Regions from separate parts of the Sus scrofa genome. Here all the other regions are linked to region 3. The links are chromatin contacts, called in public HiChIP or PLAC-seq maps. All regions are on one chromosome and are shown on one strand. The core of a region is the stretch at or near the end of the contact, and the rest is flanking DNA. Distances in the headings are between cores, read along the strand shown.

Region 1 (2,700 bases), core at 128-2,627, 250 kb after region 3:
AGCTGCTCCAGTTCCAGTTTGCTAGGGTCCTCAATTGTGGCAGTATGCTCTTCAGATTTCCCCTTGCCAGAGCCATTATTCGTGATGTCCTGCTTCAGTTCCAACTTGTCAGGGTTGCCATCCACAGCAGGGTCCTCAGATGTCGCTCTGTCAGAGCTGTCATTCGTGGAGTGCGGCTCCGTTTTCGACTTGCCAGGGTCAACATTTGTGTTGTTGTTATGGTCGACATTCGTGATATGCTCTTGAGATTTCGATTTGTGAGGGCTGTCATTCGTGGTGTTTGGCTCCAGTTTCGACTTGTCAGGGCTGACTTCCCCGGTGTTTTGTTTCGGAATGGATCTGTCTACTTTGTCTGACTGAGAAGGCAGTTCTGCGGTTACGAGCTTGGAGTCTCCAGTAGACTGACTTACCCTCAGAGTGGGTATTGTGGAGGCTGGCACAGAACTTGACGGCACGGAGTCTGAAACAGAGAAACCAGCTAGCTAAAGAAAGGCAGGCGTGGGAGATCCCGTCCTGGCTCAGTGGTTAACAAATAGGACTAGGAACCATGAGGTTGCGGGTTCGACCCCTGGGCCTAGCTCAGTGGGTTAAGGATCTGGGAGCTGTGGTGTAGGTCGCAGACGCGGCTCGGATCCGTGACTGTGACTGTGACTGTGGCGTAGACCGGCGGCTACAGCTCTGATTAGACCTCTAGCCTGGGAACCTCCGCATGCCGCACCCGCGGCCCTAGAAAAGACAAAAAAAAAAAAAAAAAAAAAAAAAAAAAAGTGAGAGAGGGAGGCAGGCGGGGAGAACGGAATCCTTAGATGGGTTCAACCGGCAAAAAGGGGAGGGGGTGATGGTGAGCGGAAGGATGACGACAGCCGGGCAGGGAGAAAGTAAGGTCAGATTGCCCACCGGTGAGGATGGTGGGCCTGGGGGCGAGAGTGAGATGACGAGAGGCTACTAGAAGGGGGGGGGGGTCTTACCCTCCGCTGCGACGCTCAGCAAGACAAACGCAACCAGGAACCTCATCCTGGACAGACTGCACTTCCGCCCTCTACTGCTGTCGCGAGATGAGCGCGCAGACTCAGTGTTTACCGCTCCGTCCCTTCCGGCTCAAGTCTCTTGCAGCCCCGCCCAGACAGGGGGCGGGGCTTGGGAAAAGGCCAGGGTGCTCCAAGAGAGCCCCGTTTCCTTAGCTCGGTGACGGCGTTTCTCCGTGGCGTGTCTGCTGTCGCCCGTTAAAGGCGTCTCTCTCTTTTTCTGGTTTCTTTGCTTAATAGCAGCCACAGCAAACCGTCACTCTCCCTTTCCTTCTTTGCCCTCCTGATGACGAGACAGTACGGACGAGCAGGAGCTCCCCCGGCGGGTGGACTGCCCCACGGAGTGACGTCGCAGGGGGCCGGGCGCCTCTTGGCCCTATCCTCTGCCCGCAATTCTGCCTTCTACCTTTCTTGTGTTTTTTTGTTTGTTTTTTAGTTTTTTTTCCTGCAGGACACAAACGTGTGGGAATCTGGAAAGAGAAACCTAGCCTGTCACCTTTTAGCGGCAGCCTTCCCGACCCTGCTCCCCTCAGTTCTAGCTCCATGGAACCTGTGCCTTTCGCCATCGCCAAAGCTCTCTCATTAAAAAGTGCATCCTGGGAGTTCCAGTCGTGGCTCAGCGGTAACGAACCCAACTAGTATCCATGAGGATGCGGGTTCCACCCTAGCCTTGCTCAGTGGGTTAAAGATCTGTGAGCTGTGGTGTAGGTCGCAGACTCAGATCCTGCATTGCTGTGGCTGTGGTGTTGACCTGCAGCTGCAGCTCGAATTTGACCCCTAGCTTGGGAACTTCCATAAGCCGTGGGTGAGGGCCCTAAAAAACAAAACAAACATACAAACAAACAGTACATCCTTTTTCTGATGGAAGAACTTAATTATGTTCATTGTAGAAAATTCACTGAATGTGTAGAAGTAGAAAATCTTTGTTCCACCTTTCTGGCATGATCACTACTGTTTTACTGTATGCTTTTTATTTATTTATTTATTTTTTGACCATGCCCCTGGCATGTGGAAATTTCCTAGGCCAGTGATCAAACCTACCACTGCAGTGACTCAAGCCACTGCAGTGACCCAAGCCGCTTCAGTGACAACGCTGGATCCTTAACCCCCTGCACTACAGGGGCGCTCTCATTTTACTGTATTTGTCTTGCAAACATTTAATATTTTTGATTAAGTAATATAGACTGTTGGTTGAAACATCAAAACGGGATTTTTGGAAAAGTAAACAATGGGAAATTCTTGCTTCCTACCTCTCCACATGTTTCCATCTTTTTTTTTTTTTTTAAATACAAATGTACTTATTTTCCCTCTTCTTCTTGTTTACTTTCTCTTCTCATTTCTTTTCTTTTTCTTTTTTTTTTTTTTTTTTTTGTCTTTTTTTTTTTTGCTATTTCTTCGGCCGCTCTCTCGGCATATGGAGGTTCCCAGGCTAGGGGTCTAATTGGAGCCGTAACCACCGGCCTACACCAGAGCCACAGCAACACGGGATCCGAGCCGCGTCTGCAACCTACACCACAGCTCATGGCAACGCCGGATCGTTAAGCCACTGAGCAAGGCCAGGGACCGAACCCGCAACCTTATGGTTCCTAGTCGGATTCGTCAACCACTGCGCCATGGCGGGAACTCCTCTTTTCTTTTTCTTTAGGGCTGTACCCAGGGCTTATGGAAGTTCTGA
Region 2 (2,700 bases), core at 163-2,662, 230 kb after region 3:
GCTTCAATAGGGACAGTTACTATCTGTAACAGAAGAGAAAAGGAGTAGAAACTGTCAAACAAGCAAGGACTCCAAGTTACAAAGTCACTCCTACCGATATTAGGCAAGTTTCTTACACCTGGGCCTGAGGAAATGGCCTTTCTGTAATGATGGATCCTTTCCAAATTCAGTATTTATGCTGCACGCACTTAAATTTTTTAATTAAAAAAATTTTTTTTTTAAATTGAAGTATAAGGAGTTCCCGTTGTGGCTCAGTGGGTTATGAACCCGACAAGCATCCATGAGGATGCAGGTGTGATCCCTGGCTTTGCTCGGTGGGTTAAGCATCTGGCATTACCTTGAGCTGTGGTGTAGGTCAAAGACTCCGCTTGGACCTGGTGTGGCTGTGGCCATGGCCGTGGCCGTGGCCAGCAGGTGGAGTTCCCATTCGACCCCTAGCTTGGGAACTTCCATATGCCGAGGGTAGTGCCCTAAAAAGAAAAAAAAGAAAAAAATTGAAGTATACTTGATTTACAGTGTTGTGTTAGTTTCTGGTGAACAGCACAGTAATTCAGATATATATATATATATATATATATATATATATATACACACACACATATATATACATACAGTATATTTTTATATCTGTACATATGTGTATTTATGTATACATATATGTGTGTATATGTTACTTTTCAGATCCTTTCCCATTATACGTTATTACAAAATATTGAACATAGTTTCCTGGGCTATACAGAAAGCCCTTGTTGTTTATGTTACGGTACATAGCATAGGTTAAAGTACATTCCCTTTAGGCAAGGAGCTACATTAAGGGGAATGATTTTAAGTTTAAGCTTGCTAGAGCTTAAACCCTCTAACTGTTTAATCTAGAAATTGGATCCACACCTTAAATATAAGGATTGGAAGTTACAAAGTTGCACCTACCTAAGGCAGTCTTTTCATCAGGCTTGTCACTGAAGGCTCCCCGCCCTCTCCAGCCCCCACCAGAAGCAACGCCAATCCCAAGAGAGCGCCGCGGCCAAAGCTGTCGCTTAATTGGGCGGAACAGAGCCGGGTGCTCGCCAGCTGCGGTGAACGGATCTCAAATAAGATCTCAATCCACTGAGACACCCAGACAGGGGCTGCAAAGGGACTCCAGACAAAAACTTTCTCACTGCTCGGTGGGGAAAATAGGAAACCAACTTGCCTCAGGTCATCCAGCGAGTTCTCAGCACAACCCAGGTCTCCTGTCTGCTAGTCGGGAGCCTCTCACTGTCCTGCAACGCTCAGCCTTACCTCCGCCCAGGAAGATCATTTCCACCCTACATTCCTCCTCCTCCTCCTCCGACCCTCGGGGCGGCCGGGCGGGTCCCCGAGTTCCCAGCGTTTTCGCAATTGGGGTCCGCAGCCCCGCTGCCCCCCACCTCCGCGCATGCGCACGGCCCTCCGCACAGCAGGCGAAGGAAGTACGAGGAGCGGGGAGGGTCAATCTGCGCTGGAGACTTGGTCTCTGGCCAAAAGATCTGGGCGCATCAGCGGCCAAAGCTATTTCCGCCTACTCTGTGGGGCAACAGGCTAATTGGGCAGAGCCGCGGCCGCAGTCGGAGCAGACGGGTTCCCCACACCTGAAGCCGGCGCGATGTGGCTGTCGCTGCTGCTGCTGGCTGCGCTGCTGCTGGCCGTCCTCGGCCAAGTTTACAAGTGGCTGTTTGCAGGCAGCTCTCCGAACCCCTTCTCCGAGGACGTTAAGAGGCCACCCGCACCCCTCGTGACGGACAAGGAAGCCAGGAAGAAGGTTCTCAAACAAGGTCAGCTGGAGGGATCCCCGGGGTCCGAGGCTGCGCCCGCACTTCCTTGCGGGTTAGTGTTCCTATTTCCGCAGGGCCAGCCGCTGCGCGACCCCGGCGTTAGTTTCCCGAGATTTAAGTGCGGGGAGGGCTTTGTTGCAGGTGGAGGCGCCTGCTTTAGTGTGCATATCCACCACCTGCGAGAGCCTTCACCCCCGCAGACTTGTGGAATCGTGGTCTCAAGGCGCGGGCACTGACCTCGGCGAACCAGTCTTGGCATAGCCACATGCAGGGCCAGCCACTTAGTATAGCCGTGGTTAGGCACGGCTAAACAAGAGAGAAGACCTTTTCCCCCACTTGGCTTGAAGACCTTAATTTTTTTCACTTGGCTTCCAACATGAGTTCCAGGACGTGGGAGAGTGGCCCAGAAACCTTTATAGGAACTTGCATTTGGCCCGTCAAGTGATTTGATTGGCTCTCATGTGATGAACCAGGGTTCAACGGGGTGCCTTCAGGCTTTGAGCTGCCCTTGACCAGAGGACCTGCACTGTTATGTTCAAAAAGTATTTGAGGGTTTCACACAAACACACGCTAAAAAAGGAGTTCCTGTCGTGGCTTGGCAGTTAATGAACCCAACTAGTATCTGCGAGGACACAGGTTCAATCCCTGGCCTCGCTCGGTGGGTTAAGGACCTGGCATTGCCCTGAGTTGTGGTGTAGGTTGCAGATGCGGCTCTGATTCACCCCCTAGCCTGGGAACCTCCATATACCTCGGGTGCAGCCTCTAAAGACAAAAGACGATAAAAAAAAAAGTATTTGAGGGTTTCTACTAGGGCTTAAAGAAAGAATTCTGCTGCTTAAAAAAAAAGAAAGAAAATGAGATGACTAGTTTCAACTGTTTTTCAAACCGGATTGTGATCTCTTAGTGGCTC
Region 3 (2,700 bases), core at 52-2,551:
TTTTCATAAGCTGATATCCGTCCCCAGCCCCCAATGCCCACCCCTACCCTTCTCCCCTCTCTGATCCCCCCAACAGTCCAGGATCAGAAGGAGACTTGAGAACCGGGCCCAGGGGCAGGGTGAGGGCTGGGAGGAAGGAAGCAGTACCTTGCTCAGCCAGGGCAGAATGCAGCCGGAATGGAAGAGGTGATGGCAAGGCATCTCAATGGCAGTCTCCTCCTCCTCAAATTCCAAAAGACACACGGGGCACTTGAGCTCTTGAGGAGGGAGTGCTAATCAGGAGAGCTGCTGCCGGCCCTACCTCCCAGCTCCCATTCCTGAAGGACACTCTTCCCCCAACCTGGCCTGGAAAACTGAAAGAGCCAGACTATAGTCTGGCTTCCAGATGGGGCGGGTCTGGCAGACTTGCCCCAAATGGTGGAAGGAACTAGTGTCCTCACCGGCCTGAGAGCCTCTGATGACCGTCCTAGGGAGGTTCTCAACCACTGTCTTGGCAGCAGGCGGAGGCAGGTGGTGATCCCAATCTACCACCAGCCCCAAGTCTTCGAAGTCCATCCTATTGAAAAGTGACCTGGGAAGAAGGATGCAACATCAGAACCAAAGGAAACCATACTCTCTCTTTGCTCCCGCAATCCACTGGGCATTAATAACATAAACGCTCTGCTCAGTTAGTAGTACTAATAGCTAGCCCTCAGTCCTGTTCGCTAGAGGAAAAGCACAGTGGGCAATGGCTTTGGGCTGCTATCAGACAACCCCAAGCACGCAAGCTGTTTATTTCCACTTTACACATGAAGCAACAACTCAGAAGTTACTCAGGCCACGCAGGAATGACCTAGTAAAGCCTGATTCCAAGTGGCAGTGAGGCTTCCGTGCTTGGGGTTCCGGCTTAGGCTCACAAGGCCCCTACCCAACCCCCCGGGCCCGCCTACTCTAGTACTTCGTAGAGCTCACTGCCCTCTCGCGCCGACTCCCCCTACTTTCCACTCCAGTCTTTTCCAGAATCCCCTTGCCCGGGTCCGTCCACGGACCATCCAAATTCTCGACTTCCCCTCCAATCTCACCACGGAACTAACTCTGCAGATGATTTAGCAGTCCTCCCCGGAACCCGCTGCCCCAGGTGAGCCGCCTTCTCCAGCCAGCTTCAGCCCAGAAGCCTGCTGCGTAGGCCCTCCCTCCCAGCCCGTGCAGCCACCTTGCGAGCTCCAGCAGCATGTTGGTTCGGGCATCCGGCTCGGGGTCCAACGGCTCGCAGTCGTGTTCATCAAAATAGGACGCCATGGCAGCCGGGCTGTCTGACACAGCCCTCATACCCCTGGACCTCAGGCCCCTGGCGCTGGCCAATAAACTGGTAAGTTGAGAGAGAGAGACCAATCAGAGCGCCCGAAAGGCGGGCACAGTGGCTTCTTCCTCATAAAAAGCGGAAGTATGAACTTTATCACGTCTCATTGGCTCGAGTGAATCAGGTGACCAAAGGCTAAAGCCAATGGCAGGGGCCTGGGCTGGTCAAAAACGTTCATCTCTGAGCCCTAAGGTAAATTCCTGGGAGTGACATGTGGATCCGATCCCGGAGCTTTGAAAAGTCATCGGTCTGGCCTCTAGGGGTCCTCCATTCGCTCTGCGTCTCAGAGAGTCTCAGCAGTGCAGATGCTAGAGACTTCTCAGAGAGGGTGGAGCTGGCCAGGGAAAACCCGGAATCAGGGTGCTTCCCGCTGCTCTGCCTTGGCCCCGCCGGGCATTTCTGCAACCCGCTGCTTGCTCTCTGGTTTGTTCAGGACTTGTCGCTTGACTCTTTCCTGACCTCCGCAAAACAAACAAAAATCTTCTGCGCATTTCTTCTGTATTAGACAAAATAATAAAGGGTGATAAATGGTGGGGCAACCTCCCCAGCCTTCCGGGGGATCAGGAGCCTTCCCAGCTCTTGGAATTGTTATGTAACCTTTAGCCCATTGCTCAACTTCTCCCCTAGTTTTGTAAAACTAGAGGCTTGAATTAAATAAGTAGTTTGCATCCCTGGCTACCCATGAGTCTCCTCGAGAGAGAAGAGGAGGAGTTGCAGCTTTAGGAGAAAAACAAAAACTATGTCTGATATTCTCAAAGATTTTGATTTAACTAATCTAGGTCTGGGTGTGATTTTTTTTTTATTTTTTATTTTTTGCTTTGTAGGGTTGCACTCGAGGCATATGGAGGTTCCCAGGTTAGGGGTCAAATTGGAGCTGCAGCTGCCAGCCTACACCGCAACCACAGTAGCGCCAGATCCCAGCAGCATCTGCGACCTACACCACACAGCTCACAGTAATGCTGGATCCTTAACCCACTGAGCGAGGCCAGGGATCAAACCCACAACCTCATGGTTACTAATCGGATTCGTTTCCACTGTGCCACAACAGAAACTCCTGGGTGTGATATTTTTATAAGTTCTACGGGTGATTCTGATGTGAGACAGGGTTGAGAACCACTGCACTAAATGATTTGGATAACAGCTACCATTTATTTGGCATCTAGAATTATAACATTGATAGATATTTTACACATGGTATAAATAATCCTCACAATTGTCCTAGAAGCTAAGTATCATTATCCCTTTTTACATAGGTAAAACCCAAGCCCGGGAAATGGTTTGCCCAAGTACACAGGGCCTCTACTGGTGTTGCAGACCAAAGTGCAGGGTTGGGTGCCTTCCTCCATCTTTCCCAGGAAAGG

The links. HiChIP or PLAC-seq counts read pairs in DNA pulled down with a chosen protein or histone mark.
Region 1: an H3K27ac HiChIP or PLAC-seq map of alveolar macrophages shows a contact between it and region 3. The contact joins the promoter of TGOLN2 here to the promoter of RNF181 in region 3. A contact is called at or near these places in 1 of 5 promoter capture datasets (liver) and 1 of 2 datasets of contacts at active chromatin or transcription factors (alveolar macrophages).
Region 2: an H3K27ac HiChIP or PLAC-seq map of alveolar macrophages shows a contact between it and region 3. The contact joins the promoter of RETSAT here to the promoter of RNF181 in region 3. A contact is called at or near these places in 1 of 47 Hi-C or Micro-C datasets (heart right ventricle) and 1 of 2 datasets of contacts at active chromatin or transcription factors (alveolar macrophages).

Annotation. Positions count from the first base shown.
Region 1 is chr3:59,425,413-59,428,112 of Sscrofa11.1, forward strand. It overlaps TGOLN2 (a long non-coding RNA gene), which reads right to left and starts at 1,378. Exons shown (of 4, transcript XR_298231.3): 1 at 969-1,378; 2 at 1-460.
Region 2 is chr3:59,399,749-59,402,448 of Sscrofa11.1, forward strand. It overlaps RETSAT (all-trans-retinol 13,14-reductase), which reads left to right and starts at 1,413. Exons shown (of 11, transcript XM_003124944.4): 1 at 1,413-1,790. The coding sequence starts at 1,622. It overlaps ELMOD3 (ELMO domain-containing protein 3), which reads right to left and starts at 1,445. Exons shown (of 13, transcript XM_005655213.2): 1 at 1,190-1,445; 2 at 1-23.
Region 3 is chr3:59,172,914-59,175,613 of Sscrofa11.1, forward strand. It overlaps RNF181 (ring finger protein 181), which reads right to left and starts at 1,302. Exons shown (of 6, transcript NM_001243378.1): 1 at 1,193-1,302; 2 at 441-571; 3 at 148-257. The coding sequence starts at 1,278.